Linked DNA regions of Hordeum vulgare: region 1 is linked to region 2. A link is a contact called in public Hi-C data. All regions are on one chromosome and are shown on one strand. Each heading gives the region's core, a stretch centred on a gene start, on an enhancer-like site or on the middle of the called end of the contact. The rest is flanking DNA. Distances are from core to core; before and after follow the strand shown.

What was found. Hi-C and Micro-C count contacts between places; a contact is called where the count stands out from the background.
Region 1: a contact with region 2 is called in a Hi-C map of seedling, with 2.6 times the contacts expected there. The contact joins the promoter of LOC123447890 here to the promoter of LOC123447889 in region 2. A contact is called at or near these places in 3 of 6 Hi-C or Micro-C datasets (leaf and seedling) and 1 of 1 datasets of contacts at active chromatin or transcription factors (embryo).

What each region holds. Positions count from the first base shown.
Region 1 is chr4H:64,546,011-64,549,433 of MorexV3_pseudomolecules_assembly, forward strand. LOC123447890 (GDP-L-galactose phosphorylase 2-like) reads left to right here and starts at 1,502. Exons shown (of 6, transcript XM_045124605.1): 1 at 1,502-2,166; 2 at 3,158-3,261. The coding sequence starts at 2,058.
Region 2 is chr4H:64,256,142-64,259,593 of MorexV3_pseudomolecules_assembly, forward strand. LOC123447889 (phosphatidylinositol 4-kinase beta 1-like) reads left to right here and starts at 1,368. Exons shown (of 16, transcript XM_045124604.1): 1 at 1,368-3,452. The coding sequence starts at 1,720.

The DNA of each region.
Region 1 (3,423 bases), core at 252-2,751, 290 kb after region 2:
CACACGGGGCAAGAGGCACCTCTGACAATCTCCCATGATCCATGCGGATGCCCTTGCGATGGGGTGCTAGATAAACCGCACCACCTTCGGGATGCGGCTGAAGCAAAAAATTGTCATGACCACTTGACGAGGTTCAAGTAGTCCTAACCTAGCCATCACCCACGTCCACTACCTCCGTCGTCATCTATCGAACACAAACTCCACCTCATCGGCTGCCCGACACCTGGCCAATTGCAAAACGAAAAGAGGCAGTGTCGGCATAATGCCTAGTGTGGCGTGAGTGGGTGGCAGCAACGACACACATTGTGCTCGCGCAAATGAAAAGGTGTAGTTTGCAAGGACAAACAGTTTGAACCATTAGTTTTGTTAAATTCTTAGTGCATATAGCTTTGTATTTGAATTTTGTGAGTTCTGATTGGTCATACTTGCATTCATACATTAAAAAATCTAGGCCTTCATTGTTTCGTCACGGTTAAGTTCAATTTATGGATCCACTATTGGTTGCCGCGGTTCTCATTCATACATCCAGGATGCTTCGTGCTGATAACATGTTGATACCATCATGACACGCAAAACAAAAGTAGAGATAAAAGTAAGAGGGAGACGCAAAAGTAGACACAAGATATATAAGAGCAACCCTAACCGGATGATCCATTTCGTAGTCCGTGCGTGTCGGTTTGGGTCATCGTAGACATAAATCTCAGCCCGACGTGCGAACCTAAATGGATGTGATCCCGTTTTTTATCCGTCCGAGACCCATTGCAGGCTTAAATTTGGGCCGGATTTGCGTTGACGCGGACACGGGATGGACGCGCGCGACGCTCGCCCTTCTCCTCCCCTAGCCCGTCTGTCCGTGGCAAAACACCACCATTTCCCTCTAATTCCCCCCCCCCCCCCCCCCGCCCACTCGAGAGTGCACCATGGACGACGACGCGCCGACCCTCGACGCCGTCGCCGGCCTTGCCTCCCCTGCCTTTGTCGGTCCCGTCCCCGCCACAGTAGTTAATCCCCACGGCGCACGCAAAGGGCCGACGCCAACCAAGCAGAAGAAGGTTCCGACGCATGAGTAGTGCATTGTTCAATCGTTGAGGAGGAAGAACTTGTGGTCACGGGCCTTTTTTTACATAAAGAAGTGTGGTGTATGGACGAAAAATGGATCGTTTCGTTGGACGCATAACTAACACATTTAAGGATCCAAACGAACAAAAAATAAACAAAACGTGTGTGCATTTAAATTGCCCGGTTGAAATAGCTTTAACCTAAAAAAACAGATACAAGATATAACACATATGCTTTTCTTTACGTTTTCTTAAGATCAGTGATCTCTATAAAGAAAAAACGAAAGAGTAGGCGTGTACGAATCCGTCGGTATCCATCCAACCCATACTTCCGGGACGGACCCCATATAGATACAGTACACAGGGACACGTCCTAGTCAGCAACAGCGGAGCCTGTGTTCCGTTCCGTGGGAGGGGCGAGCGGTGGACGATCCAGGCAGCAAAACAGCCGCGCGATCGCGGGCGGCGAAAGCAGCGCCACACAGCCGCGGCGTCCACCGCACAAACCTTCCCTCCCCAGCCTCACCCCCCGCTGCTCCGCCCCCTCTATTTAAGGCCGCCCCATCCCCCGGCCTCCGCTGCCACGCCGACGCAGCCCAGCCACAAACCCACCACCCCGCCGCCCACGCCGCACGCCGTCGTCCCCGAAGGGACGCGGGCAGCCGGGCAGGGAATCCCCCCTTCCTCCCCTTGGAGCCCTCCGTGACCTTCCGGGACGCTCGGCGCCAGCCTCCCCCTCCCGCCCTCCGTGTTGTCTCGCCGGGCATCACGGCTGCCACCGCGGACCCCGCGCGCGGCGCCCCCGCTGCGCAGGTGGAGCCGCACGGAGGACGCGGAGCACTCCCCTCGGCCGGGGGCAGCCCCTCCGACCTCCTCTTCCTCGCCGGCGGCGGTCGCATCCTTCTCTGATTGCGCACCGGCGCTGACCCGCTAACCCACGCTAAGTCGTCGTTAACAACACCCAGTAGACGGTAGAGACAGCAGAGGAGGCGGGAGGAGATGGAGGTGAAGCTGACGATTAAGAGGGTTGCGACGGTGCTGTCCAACTACCAGGAGGAAGGAGCCGGGGGCTGCGGCAGGAACTGCCTCGGGGATTGCTGCTTGCCTGGTGCGTATTATCACCTCTCATGCCTAATTCTCATCTAGTTTCCATTGGGAGTTGCAGCTCAGCTCATTTTATCCTCGAATTTGTTGGCATAGTCGAAAACTTGTGAATAAAATGTTCAATTAGTCTGATTTTAGGTTTATTTTGTTTCCTCCGGTGCAAAAGTTTTTCATTTCTTTTCGTTTATACAGTAAAATACTACTACTACCACTCCTACTATCTTTGGTTGGGTTTATAAGTCTCCAATTTAAGTACTACCTCCGTATAAGTCATTCGTGTAGTTCTAGATCGACAATTTAACTATCTAAATATGTATCATATGTGACAAAATATATATATTTAGAAACTGCATCCGTGTAGAAATCTAGTGATATACTTTTCATGACATATACCACATATTTAATTCCTCAAATCGGTGACCTAGAACTACGCGAATGACTTATACACCGGGACGGAGGGAGTACCAAAACATGTGTTATACTCCCTCCGTTTCTAAATATAAGTTTTTTTAGAGGTTTCACTAGGAGACTACATACAAATGTATATGGACATATTTTAAAGTGTAGATACACTCATTTTATTCTCTATGTAGTCCTCTAGTGAAACCTTTAAAAAGACTTATATTTAGGAACGGAGGGAGTATGTCTCGTAAATTATATCTTATGGATTCGAGGTTCAGTGAAGTTTGTACACATATATTTTGTGTGGCATATTACACATGTTTTGTACTTTTATCAGTCAAATCGAAGTTCTAAAAGTTGATGCCCGACTTACCAACCGGACTGACTACTGATTATACGGAATGTATGAGCTTCTTCTGCTATATCTAGCTATGTTTAGTAGTATGAATTTCTCGTTGTCCCATTAGTCGAATCAGAGTTTGTTTTAAATTAGACAACTGAAACAGAGTTCTGAACCTTTTTTCTGTTGCCACAAAGTTACAGATTTAAGCATCCTTTACTAATTAACCATTCTTTTTCCATAAACACTTCAGCTTCCAAGCTTCCCCTCTATGCTTTCAAGGCCGACCCAAAGAAGCCTGCGCAGGATGATGAGCTCCCTACTGAGTTCTTCCTCAATTCTCTCCTCCTCGCACAGGTAAGAAAATACTAGCAATCAAGTGAACCTAGCGCGTAGCTCATTTTGTTAGGAGAGTGGATGCACAACCCACGACCTAGGTTCAAGTACTTATGGACATGAATTTAAGTTCCTGTGTATAATGTAGGGCTCTCTTCCTTGCAGATTTATTAAAAAATGAAA
Region 2 (3,452 bases), core at 118-2,617:
ATAGTATGAAACAATAAAAAATATAGATATGGTGGAGACATATCAAAGCTAGCAACCGTGTCCCTTGACGAGGTTGAGCTCTTAGTCAAACTCTTCGGCGCGATCGATGGAGAGGTGGATCTTTACGACATCCACAAGCACGATCATGGGGATACTGATGCGCACCCTGTGTGCACCCATCTTAAGGGAGCTCTAGCGCGGACGAGACACGTTGAATAAGCACTTATACCAGTTCTAGGTGAGACTAAGGTCGATTTGAAAGGAAACAAAAGACCATGAAGGAAAGAAGAAATCAAAACCAGAAAGGAGATCATGAATGGAGAGGGAGCGATTGAGGGAAAGAGATCAAAACCGTTTCAAAACCGGTTTGTGTGGGTGTGTTTTGTACATAGAAAAGTCGATGAGGGTGGGTTGACCGATTCCTTCGATCGATGTTAGTGCGGGGACTCACGGACGATGTAGGAACTACCCTTTTATGAGTAGAAAAATAATAGCAGACTGATGTTTTGGTAAGTAATGATTTGATTTGGACAAATTAATGTATGACGTTGTTTTAGGAAAGAGATGATTTGATTGAGTTAATAGTAGGTTGATGTTTTTATAAGTAATGATTTGATTTGGAGAAATTAATGTATGACGTTGTTTCAGGAAAGAGCCGATTTGATTGAGTTAATAATAAATTGATGTTTTGGTAAGTAATAATTTAATATAAAGCAGTTAATATATGATGTTGTTTTAGAAAAAAGTCAATTTGATTTGATTAAGTTATAATGCACGTGTCAAATGAACCGGTCACAAATGACTGCAAGTTGCTCGGGTGACGAAGCGGACGGCTCGCCCGGAGCGCGACCTTGGGGGTCGGCGTGTGTTCTTATTGGTTGTAAGTCGGAGCTGCGGCTCCGAAAATGGTTGTAGGGTGTTGATTTCGATTGCTCGGGCGACGGAGTTGGCGGCTCGTTATATGCACGGCCTCGGGGTCGGTGTGTAAGTCATTCTTCTATCGGTTTTCGGTCCGTTACCGATTTTTTTTCTTTTATATGAAAAGACAGATGATTGCAAGTTAAACAAAATGGCATCCTAAGACGCTCGTAGGCATCGCGGAGAGAACGGCACTAGCCCTGGCGGAGAGAACGGCACAGGCTGTGCAACAAAGTGGCAGCAGCGCAGAGGATTCGCTCGCGGCCATCGCCGCCCCCACCTGCTCCGGGCTCTCCGCTTCACATTCCACGCCGTCGCCACCACGGACACCACGCCGGAGAAGAAAACCGAAAGAAATTAATAAAAAGAAAAAATAAAATTCAAACCAGAGTCCTCAGAAACAGCGACGAAAACGCTGCGACATTTCAAATCGAATCAACCCCAACCCCCACCCCCCCACCCCCGAGTCCTCCCCAATTCCAAGATCCCTCGCCACGCTTCCCCGCTCCCAATTCCCTCCCCAATTCCAAGATCCCTCGGCGCGCGGCTCGATTCCGGAGCTACTAGGCAGCTAGCTAGGGTTTGCAGGCCCTCGCACCGAGCTGCGTGCGCGATCTCGCCGTCCGTTCGGGGGGCTAGGGTTTGGATTGGGTACAGCCCCAAAGCCAGCTCTGGATTGAGATTTGGGGGAGCGGCCGCGGTTCTGGATCGAGCTGCCCCGTGTGCTGCGAGCGATGGTGGTCACTGGAGGAGGGCTCCAGTGACGGTTGGTTTCGGTGGGACAAGGAGAAGCCCGCAGCCATGGTGCGGCTTCTCGGGCTGCGGGGCCTCAGCTTCGGGCCTGAGGAGTCGCCGCGAGAGATCACGGCCTCCGGCGGAGATGCGGCGCCCCCTGTGGGGAGCAGCGGCTGGCTCGTCCGCTTCTTCGACTCGGCTTTCTTCTGCGAGTGGATCGCCGTCAGCTACCTCTACAAGCACGACCACGCCGGCGTGCGCGACTACCTCTGCAACCGGATGTACACGCTCCCGCTCTCGGGCCTCGAAGCCTACCTCTTCCAGGTCTGTTACATGCTCGTGCACAAGCCCAGCCCCTCCCTCGATCGCTTCGTCATCGACACCTGTGCCAAGTCCCTGCGCATCGCGCTCAAGGTGCATTGGATCCTCGCTGCTGAACTTGAGCTAGAGGAGACCGAGGATCTGGATGGGATCGATAAGGTGCAGGAGCAGTGCCAGGCTGCAGCCACCGTGCAGGGCGAGTGGCCACCGCTAGTCCGACCTGCGCCGCTATCCCCTATTGCCAGCCCACGTGGCAATCCCATGCTCAGCAGGATACGCTCGTCGAAGCAGCGACTGATGTCCCTTGCCTCGTCGCCCTCTCTTGGATTGAGCCCCCCTCCAAGCGGCACCAATGTGGCTGCTGCTGAGGACGCTGGAGTCAGCAAAGGGAAGCAGCCAGTAACACCATCTTCGGAGGACAACAAGCTGCTTAGGCGATTGAGCATCGGGCCAAAGGCCTTCTTTAAGCGGTCTATGGAGAAGGACGAGGAGCAGGATAAGGATGGGTTCTTTAAGAGGTTGCTTAGAGACAGCAAGGATAAGGAGGAGGATGATGGAGACAAGGAAGGTTTTTTTAAAAGGTTGCTTAAGGATAGCAAGGAGAAAGAGAATGATGAGGAAGAAGGGGATAAAGATGGTCTCTTCCGTAGGTTGCTTAGGGACAGCAAGGAGGAGGACATGGAGCTCACACCTAGCTCGGACGGTTTGTTGAAGAGACTCTTCCGTGACAAGGAGGACAAACCGGGCGACGATGATGAGAAGGAAGGCTTTTTTCGCAGGATATTCAAGGATAAGAATGAGGAGAGGAGAGAAATCATGCATGGACGGCAAGGGGATGAGGAAAGAGTAGGTAAGAGTTTGGAGGATGATGATAGGGAAGGGTTCTTCCGCAAGATTTTCAAAGATAAGAATGAAGAGAGGAAAGATGGAAGCAGTCATAAGCAAAATGATGATAGAGAAAAGGCCGGTGTGAACACCGAAGAGGACAAGAAGGACGGTTTTTTCCGGCAACTTTTCAAGGAGAAAAATGATGAGAAAAAGGAAGGGATCACTCCTAGCAAAAAGGAGGACGATGGCAAAGGCAATAAGAGCATAGATGACGATAATTTCTTTCGCAGAATTTTCAAGGATAAGAATGAAGAAAAGAAAGGAGCTGCCCATGACAGGAACGAGGATGAGAAATGTGAGGAAGGTGATAAGGAAAATTTCTTCAGGAAACTATTCAAGGACAAACATGAAGACAGGAGAATCGAAGGGCTTGATAAAAATGATGATGATGGTAAGAGCACCAGTGGTATTGAGGAGGAGGAAAATTCAGAGTTCTTGTCATTCCGCAGGTTGTTTCGAGTGCACCCAGAGGACGCTAAGAGTGGGCATATAGAAGGTAGTCAGCCTAACGGTATTTCTGAGGGTAGCCCAGGATCAGAGAGCTTTTTTAAGCGTTTATTCCGTGATAGAGAAGATTCTGAGATTTTTGG